Linked DNA regions of Sus scrofa: region 1 is linked to region 2. Evidence: chromatin contacts called from public HiChIP or PLAC-seq data. All regions are on one chromosome and are shown on one strand. The core of a region is the stretch at or near the end of the contact, and the rest is flanking DNA. Distances in the headings are between cores, read along the strand shown. Region 1 has its middle 54 kb from the start of CYSLTR2. Region 2 overlaps FNDC3A (fibronectin type-III domain-containing protein 3A).

Region 1 (5,063 bases), core at 1,815-4,314, 370 kb before region 2:
AAAAGAGCATCCAATAGCACACAATCGAATATTGGTCTCTATTAGCATGTCACAAATTTTAATAGAAAGCTATCTAATATAAATTAGCCACACCTACTACTCCACATTACTTGAGGGGGTTTGGAACCAATAATGGAAGAGGAAGTGGGCACAGTGAGTAGAAGAGTCCACATCTGGGCATTGGGAAGGAGGCCCTTGAAAGAGCTAGAATGCGGTTTTGTGGGATAGGAGGTGTGAGCTAGAAGCAGGTGTGAGCAGGGTCTTTCCCACTGTCATACGGGCTTTCTTGGGATGGAGGGAGTCACTGTGAAGGAATGCCACTCCTGAATGGACATTGTGAACCCCTTGGCTACTTGTTTCTATAGGCGAATGTTGTCCAAATAAGACATGGGGCGGGGAAGTTCCCCTCGTGGCTCAGTGGAAACGAATCTGACTAGTATCCATGAGAACACAGGTTCAAGCCCTCGCCTGGCTCAGTGGCTTAAGGATCCGGTGTTGCCATGAGCTGTGGTGTAGGTTGAAGACGTGGCTCGGATCTGGCGTGGCTGTGGCTGTGGTGTAGGCTGGCAGCTGCGGCTCTGATTGGACCCCTAGTCTGGGAACTTCCATATGCTGCGAGTACGGCCCTAAAAAGACAAAAAAAAAAAAAAAAAAAAAAAAAAAGACATGGGGAGGATTAAATGATGATTTGATCAGGGCTGGAGGGACCACAGGAAGTAGTCAGAAGAGGGTGCAGCAGCCAATCAGAAGGCAGCAAAGGCTCAATAGTGCTTACTCTGGGCCAGGCACAGAAAACATTCAGTGCTGTGCACTTATGGTTTGTCTGTCCTCAGGACAAACCCAGGAACTAAGTGCTTTTATGATGCCAGTTTGGAGATGAAGAAAGTAAGACACCAAGAGGTTAGTTGTCCAAAATTATTCAAGAGGCAGAACGTAAGTCAATGTTCTTAACCACCACACTATGAAGGTGGTTTAACAGGAAGTTAAATATGAGTCAGAAACAGAAAAACTAGGGCCTAATCCTCCTTATTCCATAGCAACGTGTTATAGCAAGTTCCCCTGTTTTGGACTTACAATATGACCCTGTCACTGCCATTAATACTGGAAGATTCCCTTTGCTGCTACAAAGACTTAAATAAAGGAATGCAGTCACAGAAGGGGGAAATTCTCCATGACAAGAGAAAGGGCCTGGATGGGGAGATCTGGTTAAGAGACATGAAAAATGGAGAAGAAAATGGGGCTGGGATTCAGCAGGCTATAGAACAATTATTTCAACCTGAATTAAGGGTTCAGTCTGGAAAGTCTAACAAGAAGATCCAAAGTGTCACCAAAGTTCAGGTGAAGTGACCCTGGCAACAGCCCAATCACTGCATGAAGCCAAATCTGGTTGACTACACATGTTGTGTACCTGTAAACTACCTTCTTCATGGTTTACCCATAATTCGGTCAAGTGGCTTTGCCCAAAAAGCAGCCGACTAACAGAGTTGTGCTGAAGACCCCTGGGCGGGGGGAGTACCAGGGAGAAATGGCAGCAAAGGTGCCTTCCCATGGTCTTACCCTTCAGAGAAGAGCCTGTGGTTCCTCCTCACCACCCATGGAAGGTACTAGAAGCACACGACCACGAGCACTCTCTTCTTCCATTCTATCCCAGTGGTTTCCTTCTCTGTAGTTATGTTTAATAGGAAAACAAGATTCATCCTCCCTATCTTCGGCTTTGAGATTGCACCAGGGTGTAACGTGGGGCGCTGTGCTGTCTTGACCACACAGCGTGGGCCTGTCCACCAGCTCCGCTGTGGCTGAACCTGGACCTTTCTAACAGCATCCTTATCAGGCTTCTCAGAGCTTCTGGTGAGGCCCAGGACAGCAGTCACACATCCACTTCAGGCCACAAGGGGGAAGAAAAGACTTTCCTCTTACCTCTCTCTCAGAGCTTTTCCTTTGCAAAGCAGTGTTCTTTCCAGAATGAGGTTGCCAGCATCCTGCCAAACACAGAAGACAAAAGTTAGCACCCCAATGAGCCAACTCCTTGGTTCCTCACTGAAACTCTCCAATTATGTGAGTGTTTTCCTAGCAGGCACCTGAGATCTCTAGTCATTTGTATTTGCTACTTATTCTGCCTGAAATATCCTTCTCTAATTCTCTCCTTCCTTGGGCCTGCCTAATTCCCATTCCTCCAAAAGGAATTACCCTGGTCACCTCCTCCAGGAAGTCTATCCTGACTGCCCCCATGCTACACCAAAAACTACTCATATACATGGCCCCCCCCAGCACCCTGTGCACACCTCACTATAGCATTTATCAAGCTATATTGCATTTTCTTTTTTTTTTTTCCTCCCATCAGACTATAAGCTCCACAAGGGAAGGGTCCATGTCTGGATCATAGCTGACAACGAGTGTTCAGGAAAGTACACATTTTGGGCCTTGATAAATATTTGCAGGATAAGCTGATGCTGGTGGCCAGCAGGTGCAGAGATGTGAAGGCAGCATTCAGATCAAGAACAAGGTCAAGAATGGTCAAGAACACAGCTATTGTGTCAGACAGGCCTGGGTTAGAATCCCAGTCCTGCCACTTACTAAGTGGAATTAGACCTCCCTCAACCTTAATTCTCTCCTTTAGAAAATAACAACCACAACAATGACACTAAATAATGGGTTTTAGCTTCATTTTTATGACTCTGTCTGCCTCAGGATTGAATAAGGATTAAGTGAGATGTTCTTAGCGCTCACAGTGGAACTCTGCACATTCTAAAGGCTGGATAAACATCAGCAAGACACCCTTCCCTCCCCGAATGCCAGCCTAGTCCTTCCTCTGCTAGGGCGGGTTTCAAAGAGAAAAATCATATTTGAAAGAAAACAAAATCCTGAAATTCATAATTGAAGAAAACAAAATTGGATTGCTTTTCAAAGACAGCCTCCAATCGGCCAGAAGCCGATTAGTCATCTTTTACCAAGATGAGTAAATATCTCTTGCGCTGTCATCCGGAATGACTCACAGCAGCAGCGGGTCTCATTTCCAAGGGTGCGTGTACAGTGCTTCTCAAAAGCATTTTTTTTTTTTTTTTAAACTCACAAAACTCACCATTAGGTGGCAGCCTAGCCAGAGACCCTCAGAGAGAAGAGTGGCCTCACCCTTAGGGAGTCTGCAGAGGCCGCAGTGCTTGAAGTAAATCTCTGACTCATCCAGGGAGTGTTAGCCCAGAAAATGACAAGGGTTTATTTCAACAGGGTGTAAAATATAACGTCTCTGGGCCCCAAACTGGTACAGTAGACATGGGAAGCCTGAGTATGATCTCCCCGGAAATAAAAAATTCAGGCAGTTGACAAAAGAAGACACAAGAGCTTATAAACTATTTTAGACACATGCTATAAATTCGATCCCAAGATAATGGAGTGATACTGCAAGCAGCCTCATCTAGTTGTGTGTCTCCTGGGCTTAAAAGCCTACAGTGACCTCATCAGGGTTTCTCAACCAGTGGTGGGGTGGAGGCAGGCATCAGGATCTCCAGGGGAGAATTCCTGGTTTGAGAAAGAATATCCAATATGTCTACTCTTTTCATAATACAAACGCAGGAAACAGAGCTCGATGGGATCTATTTAGTGGCTATAAGCAGAAGAAAGAGTGAATAAGCATTGAAAGGACACGGAATTTTTAAAGAGATATCAGAAACATGGACACATATTAACTATAATGATAATGAAATGTATTAAGTATTTAATATGCACAGTGCTATCTGCCTTACATGCTTTCTTTTGTTTAGTCCTTACAACCACCCCAATTATTATTATTATTTTTTGTCTTTTTAGGGCAACACCCGTGGCACATGGAGTTCCCAGGCTAGGGGTTGAATTGGAGCTGCAGCTGCTGGCCTAGGCTACAGCCACAGCAACGTGGGATCCGAGCCGCATCTGTGGCCTACACCACAGCTCAAGGCAATGCGGGATCTTTAGTCCACTGAGTGAGGCCAGGGATGAACCTGCATCTTCATGGATACTAGTCAGGTTCCTTACTGCTGAGCCATGATGGGAATGCCACAACCACCCAATTCTTAGTATTCCCACTTGACAAACAAGAGAATGAAAGCTCAGAGAGGTTACATCATTTGCCTCCAGGCACACAGCTAGAATCCTGCTTGTGTGTTGTGGAGTCAGACTGTGACGATTTGAATGCTCTGGATTCTAGCTGGGTGCCTGGAGACAAATTATGTAAGCTGACTCCACGGCACACAAGCAGTCTGAAGTGGCTGGCAGGACTTTTGAATGTTCTGGAAGGTCTTTCCAGTCTCCACTCCTCCCAGGTACACCCAGAATTCTTGGTGAGCAAACTGCCTTGCCGGACATTCCAGGAGCTGAGGTGTCCCCTGAGGTTACAAAGAAGGGGGAGAGGCTAAAGGACAAACAGTTCCATCAGACAGGTACTGGCTGCTGGGCATCGCAGCTGGGTACAAACCGAGGCATTCACTGTTCCAAGATGGAAGCCTCCACCTTGAGAAATCTCCAGCCCAAACAGGCTTCAGCTCGTGGTTGTTAAAATGCAGTACTGCTTGCCTTGAAGGCTTTGGGAATCCCTCTTGTCACCCTTCTCATTCCAAGGGCGGGCTGCAGCTCACCATGTTCTTCCTCACACCCAGGCTTTGCATCCACCCTCCTGGCCACTTATCTTCAGCTCAGATGTTGCTTTGTCTACAGAAGCCCCAAGGCCACCATCAGTGTTCCATGTGCTCTCTTCTCTGCTCCCAGGGGATGTGTCACAGCTGGCACTGGAACCTGTACTGCGTTTTGCCATGTCCGCCTCCCACACTGGACGATGTGGTCCCATAGGGACCAACCAGCTCTTGTTCATCCCTGGCTGCTCAGTCCAGCCTGGTATCTGGCACAAAAGAGACACTCACTTTTCTAAATGTTTACCAAATGAATGCCATTTTAAATATCCTGTTTGTTCTCAGGATGAAGAGTGGACCGCCTTAAGCCATATAACTGGTCCATATTTAAAAGCAGAAGTGGGCTCTGTGCAATCCAGTTTTTGGCTCCCAGTCTCAGCTATGTTTCAAGACAGGACACAGCCC
Region 2 (5,107 bases), core at 304-2,803:
GAACAGCTATTCTAGTGGAAGGAATAGACAATAAACAAGCAAATACTATAAAGTGGTAAGTGTTATGCAAGTTAACTAAAATAGAATGAGTTGACAGAATGGGTATTCAAGGAAGTCTTCTTGGAAAAGACATCTAAACAGATCTGAGTATCAGCAAGGAGGTATGTCAAGATCAAAAAGGGCGTTCCTGTCATGGCGCAGCGGAAACAAATCCGACTAGGAACCATGAGGTTGCGGGTTCAATCCCTGGCCTCGTTCAGTGGGTTAAGGATCTGGCATTGCTGTGAGCTGTGGTGTAGGTCACAGACACGGCTCAGATCGGGCATGCCTGTGGGTGTGGTGTAGACCGGCGGCTACAGCTCTGATTAGACCCCTAGCCTAGGAACCTCCATATGTCTCGGCTGTGGCCCTAAAAAAAAAAAGAAGAAGAAGAAGACGGGAGTTCCTGTTACGGCTCAGTGATTAACGAATCCAACTAGGGACAATGAGGTTTCGGGTTCGATATCTGGTCTCACTCAGTGGGTTAAGGATCTGGCATTGCCGTGAGCTATGGTGTGGTCGCAAACTCGGCTCTGATCTGGCGTTGCTGTGGCTGTGGCGTAGGCCGGCAGCTATAGCTCCGATCAGACCCCTAGCCTGGGAACCTCTATATGCCTCGGGTGCAGCCCTAGAAAAGACCAAAAAAAATCAAGAAGAACATTCCAGGCAGGGGAGCTACCTGGTAAGAGAAAAGGCCTAAACCTTTCAACTGGAGGTAGTTACAGGTAGAATCCATAGGGCTTTAGAGGCCATGATAAGAATTTAGGTTTTATTCTGGGTAAGATGAGAAGCCATTGGAGGTTCTAAGCTGAGAAGTGATAAGTCTCTCTGGCTGCCATGTAGAGAATAGATCGGGTTGAAAGGAATGGCATCTGGGAAACTGATTAGTAGTATGTTATAGTCATTTTCAGCAAATATAGGATAAAGGAAGCTTTGACTAAGGTGGTGGTGGTAGAAAACAGAGACATAGAGGTAGAGTTGCTAGGATTTACTAATAGATTTGATATATAGGTTTAGAGAAAGGACCAAAGATCTTCCTACTGTTTTGATTTTAGTAACTGGGTGGATGGTAGTGGTACTTTTTACTGATGGGGAAGAACAGAGATGAAACAAGTTTGGAGAAGAGAAAATCATATCACCTATGATACTGGATTTGAGGACCTTTGAGTTCAGTAGAAGAGATAGGTTAAAATATAAATATAATTAAACTTCTAAAGTCAGATATAATACCTAGATGTGAATTATATTAATCTATTGCTGTACAACTTAGTAGCTTTAAAAAAATGAACATTATCTCACATTTTCTGTGGGTCAGGAATTCAGGACCAGCTTGGGTGGATGGTTCTGATAGGGTTTCTAGGAAGTTGTAATCAAGATGTCAGCTGGGACCACAATCGTCCGAAGGTGGTGGCTAGAGGATGTGCTTCCAAGTTCATTCAAGTGGTTATTGCCAGGAGCCCTCAGTTCCTTGCTGTCTCTTGGTGAGAGGTTTCAGTTCCTCATTACATGGGCTTCTCCATACAGAAGCTACACACACCATCACTTTTGTTACATTCTGTTTGTTAGAAGCAAGTCATTAAGTACATTCAAAAGGAAGAAGAACTGGAGTTCCCTGGTGGCCTAGCAGTTAAGAACTCAACACTGTCACTGCTGTGGCTCGGGTTGTGGCTCCTGTGCTGCCCCAGGAACTTCTGTACGCTATAGGAGCAGTCCAAAAAAAAAGAAAAGGAATTAACCTTTGGCACCACCCATGGTATGCAGAAGTTTCTGGGCCAGGGATCAACTTCATGCCACAGCAGTGACACCAGATCCTTAACCCACTAAGCCACCAGGGAACTCTTCCTAACCTTTATCTTTTGAAGAGAGGAAATTCGGAGATCTTTTGGACATTTTTTTAAACCAGTGAAGAATATTAAAAGAACAAGTTAAAGCAAGCCTAAGAGCCTATCAGATATCACCAAATTATAGCTTGTTCTGTGATGACTCTTTTTTTTTTTTTTTTTTTTCTGTCTTTGTTGTTGTTGTTGTTGCTATTTCTTGGGCCGCTCCCGCGGCATATGGAGGTTCCCAGGCTAGGGGTTGAATCGGAGCTGTAGCCACCGGCCTATGCCAGAGCCACAGCAACGCAGGATCCAAGCCGCGTCTGCAACCTACACCACAGCTCACAGCAACGCTGGATCATCAACCCACTGAGCAAGGGCAGGGACCGAACCCGCAACCTCATGGTTCCTAGTCGGATTCGTTACCACTGCGCCACGACGGGAACTCCTGTGATGACTCTTATTTAGTATCAGAATGTTAGACTTACACTTGTATTCCTAAGATTGACTATATAAAGAAGATTATACCTGAATTTTGTTGATATATGTCAGGTCCCTTTTTTATATTTATTTATTTGTTTGTTTGTCTTTTTAGGGCCACACCTGAGGCATATGGAAGTTCCCAGGCTAGGGGTCATATTGGAGCTGCAGCTGCCTACCTACACCCCAGCCACAGCAATGTGGGATCTGAGCCACATCTGCAACCTATACCACAGCTCACAACAGCACCATATCTTTAACCCACAGATCGAGGCCAGAGATCAAACTTGCATCCTCATGGATTCTAGTCAGGTTCATTACTGCTGAGCCACGACGGGAACTCCCCCGCCTTTTTTTTATGCTGAGTCTCTTCTGAAGACAATTCTCACATGAATCATTTAACTGAGTTTGTTCATTAAGCCAGTATCATTACGTACCAAATGTTAATTATTTTTATGTCTTTATGTTCTCACCATAGGTTATTGCTTACAACTCAGAAGGTAAAAGTAATCCAAGTGAAGTAGTAGAATTTACTACATGCCCTGATAAGCCAGGAGTACCTGTTAAGCCCTCGGTTAAAGGAAAAATACATTCACATAGTTTTAAAATAACTTGGGGTAAGATGATATACATATTTGTAATCATTACTTTTATATTTCATTAAAGTGATTTGAATATTTAGATAATTTTTTAAGATACTTGAAGTTTGTTAACTTTAAGTTCAATAAGAAATGTGAGACTCATTCATTGTTTAAGAGGGTTTTTTGGTAGAAAGCTTTGTACTCACACACAAGTTCAGATTTGATGCAGGAAGAACTGGGATCCACCATAGACCTTTGAGCAGAGGCAGCACTGTGTAAAATGAAAGGTTATTGAACTTATAGCTCAAGTCTTCCAGTTCATCCTAGCTTTCAAGAGAAATTAAAATCACTTGTTCATTTAAAACATATGTTGAGCATCTGCTTATATACTACCTTAAGCAAAACCAAAAGACTAAATGAGATGCTGAAATTAATTTTTAAAAAGCCATTGTAGGTAATTCTTTTTTCTTTTAAAGCAAGCCTGGGTTTGGTATTCTTTTTATTTACGAGTTCACATCGTTTTTTAATTGTATATACTCTGCCTAATAGCACTTTTGCTTCTTTGGATAGACCCACCAAAAGACAATGGAGGGGCAGCCATCACTAAATATGTGGTAGAGATGGCAGAAGGTTCTAATGGTAAGAATAACTATTAAAAATTGATAGATATATACCAGTCAGTCCACCTCTACTCTTCACATTTTTAAATTTTATATGATCTCTTTTCTTCCCTTTTGATTTTTTCCTTTGTTTGTAGCAGTTAATATTTGACCTATTATGATCTCCTTTGTTATCTCCAGAAATACACTGATTGAAATTTGACTGCTGTTTACCTAATTATTACATTTGCATTTTCTAATTTTTTTCCTCATTTGTTTGTATTGCTCAATTCTGTTATACCTGAAGTCTTTTAAAGCTTAGTTTTCTCAATTAGATATATACCCAGAAGCATCAGAGAAAAATCATCTTCTAAAATTTAACTTACATTATAGTAAGTTAACTTACTGTTACATTAATTTTAGTAATAAATTCTATGCCGAGTGAATTTTATTCTGGAAACACACATTTAACAGTATTTCTATCAAATAGCCTATTTCCTTGCAAAAAATAAGGATGTCTTTTAATTAAGACTAAACTTCCCATGGTATTGGTTCTGTCTATTCTTTGCATATTATAATGTTATTACTGGACCAGTAAACACATTTTAAGATGCCTAATTAAAAGCATATTATCAATCTAAGCAAAAATCTGTACAGTTACAGAGCTATTTCACTTTCAACAAAGCCATGCAAATTTGTCTAGGAAGCTGCACACATAAAGAAAATTAAATCATTTCCAGGAAACTCAAAATGAGCTTCAGTTGTTTCTGACAAATTACATAAACACTTATTTAGTGAAGCTAGGATACCTGCCGTGTCCATGATACCAAAATGTTAAACATTACCTTGTAGCTGATTGAACATAATTCTCCACCTTACAGGAAACAAATGGGATATGATATACAGTGGAGCTACTAGGGAACATCTTTGCGATCGACTGAATCCAGGCTCTTTCTATCGTTTTCGAGTTTACTGCATTAGTGATGGAGGACAGAGTGCGGTAATACTTACAGATTTTTTTTTTCCAAGTTTTGTCAAATGAGATGAGATCACTAGATGCCACCTCAGATATTGAAATGTATCCATAAAGGTTTAACCCAGGTGGTTAACTTTATAGTAACCAGATTATTCTAAAATAGTACTTAGCTTTTAGTTAGAATTCAGTGAATATTTATTGTCTGCTTGCTATTTAGCTTTGGAAAAACAAATATATGAAAACATTGCAGAAAATTTTATAAAGGTAAATTTTAGGGTGGTGCTCTAACCCTACTTAACACATAAAAAAAATTGTAGACTTAATTTGCTGCACCATAAATTATGTGTATCAGGACAAACCATAGATATCCTTTATTATTTAAGCACAAATTCTAATAGCTACTTATTTCAGAAAAGTTTGGCAATCATTTCACTTATTAGAGACCCATATATAGAGCCATTGCTTATATATGAGACATTTGTAATGTTCCAGAAAAGTATTTTTTTTAATAGGAGTGACTTTTTTTTAATGAATTCAAGAGTATTTCTTGAAGCATTAGTAATTGTTAATATTTTTCAAGTGGGATTTAAAACAATTAAAGGGTTATTTTGC

What was found. HiChIP or PLAC-seq counts read pairs in DNA pulled down with a chosen protein or histone mark.
Region 1: a contact with region 2 is called in an H3K27ac HiChIP or PLAC-seq map of alveolar macrophages. The contact joins two enhancer-like sites. A contact is called at or near these places in 1 of 47 Hi-C or Micro-C datasets (embryonic fibroblasts) and 1 of 2 datasets of contacts at active chromatin or transcription factors (alveolar macrophages).

What each region holds. Positions count from the first base shown.
Region 1 is chr11:18,954,407-18,959,469 of Sscrofa11.1, reverse strand. No RefSeq gene overlaps it. Among named protein-coding and RNA genes, the nearest start is that of CYSLTR2, 54 kb to the left of the region's middle. Within about 2 kb of position 3,064, at least 25 of the 83 cell types and tissues checked have an H3K27ac peak or open chromatin away from gene starts, as enhancers often do. A contact at or near this core is called in alveolar macrophages, where this site is marked.
Region 2 is chr11:18,582,662-18,587,768 of Sscrofa11.1, reverse strand. It overlaps FNDC3A (fibronectin type-III domain-containing protein 3A), which reads left to right. Exons shown (of 26, transcript XM_021065328.1): 15 at 2,818-2,956; 16 at 3,491-3,559; 17 at 4,401-4,519. Among named protein-coding and RNA genes, the nearest start is that of MLNR, 41 kb to the right of the region's middle. Within about 2 kb of position 1,553, at least 2 of the 83 cell types and tissues checked have an H3K27ac peak or open chromatin away from gene starts, as enhancers often do. A contact at or near this core is called in alveolar macrophages, where this site is marked.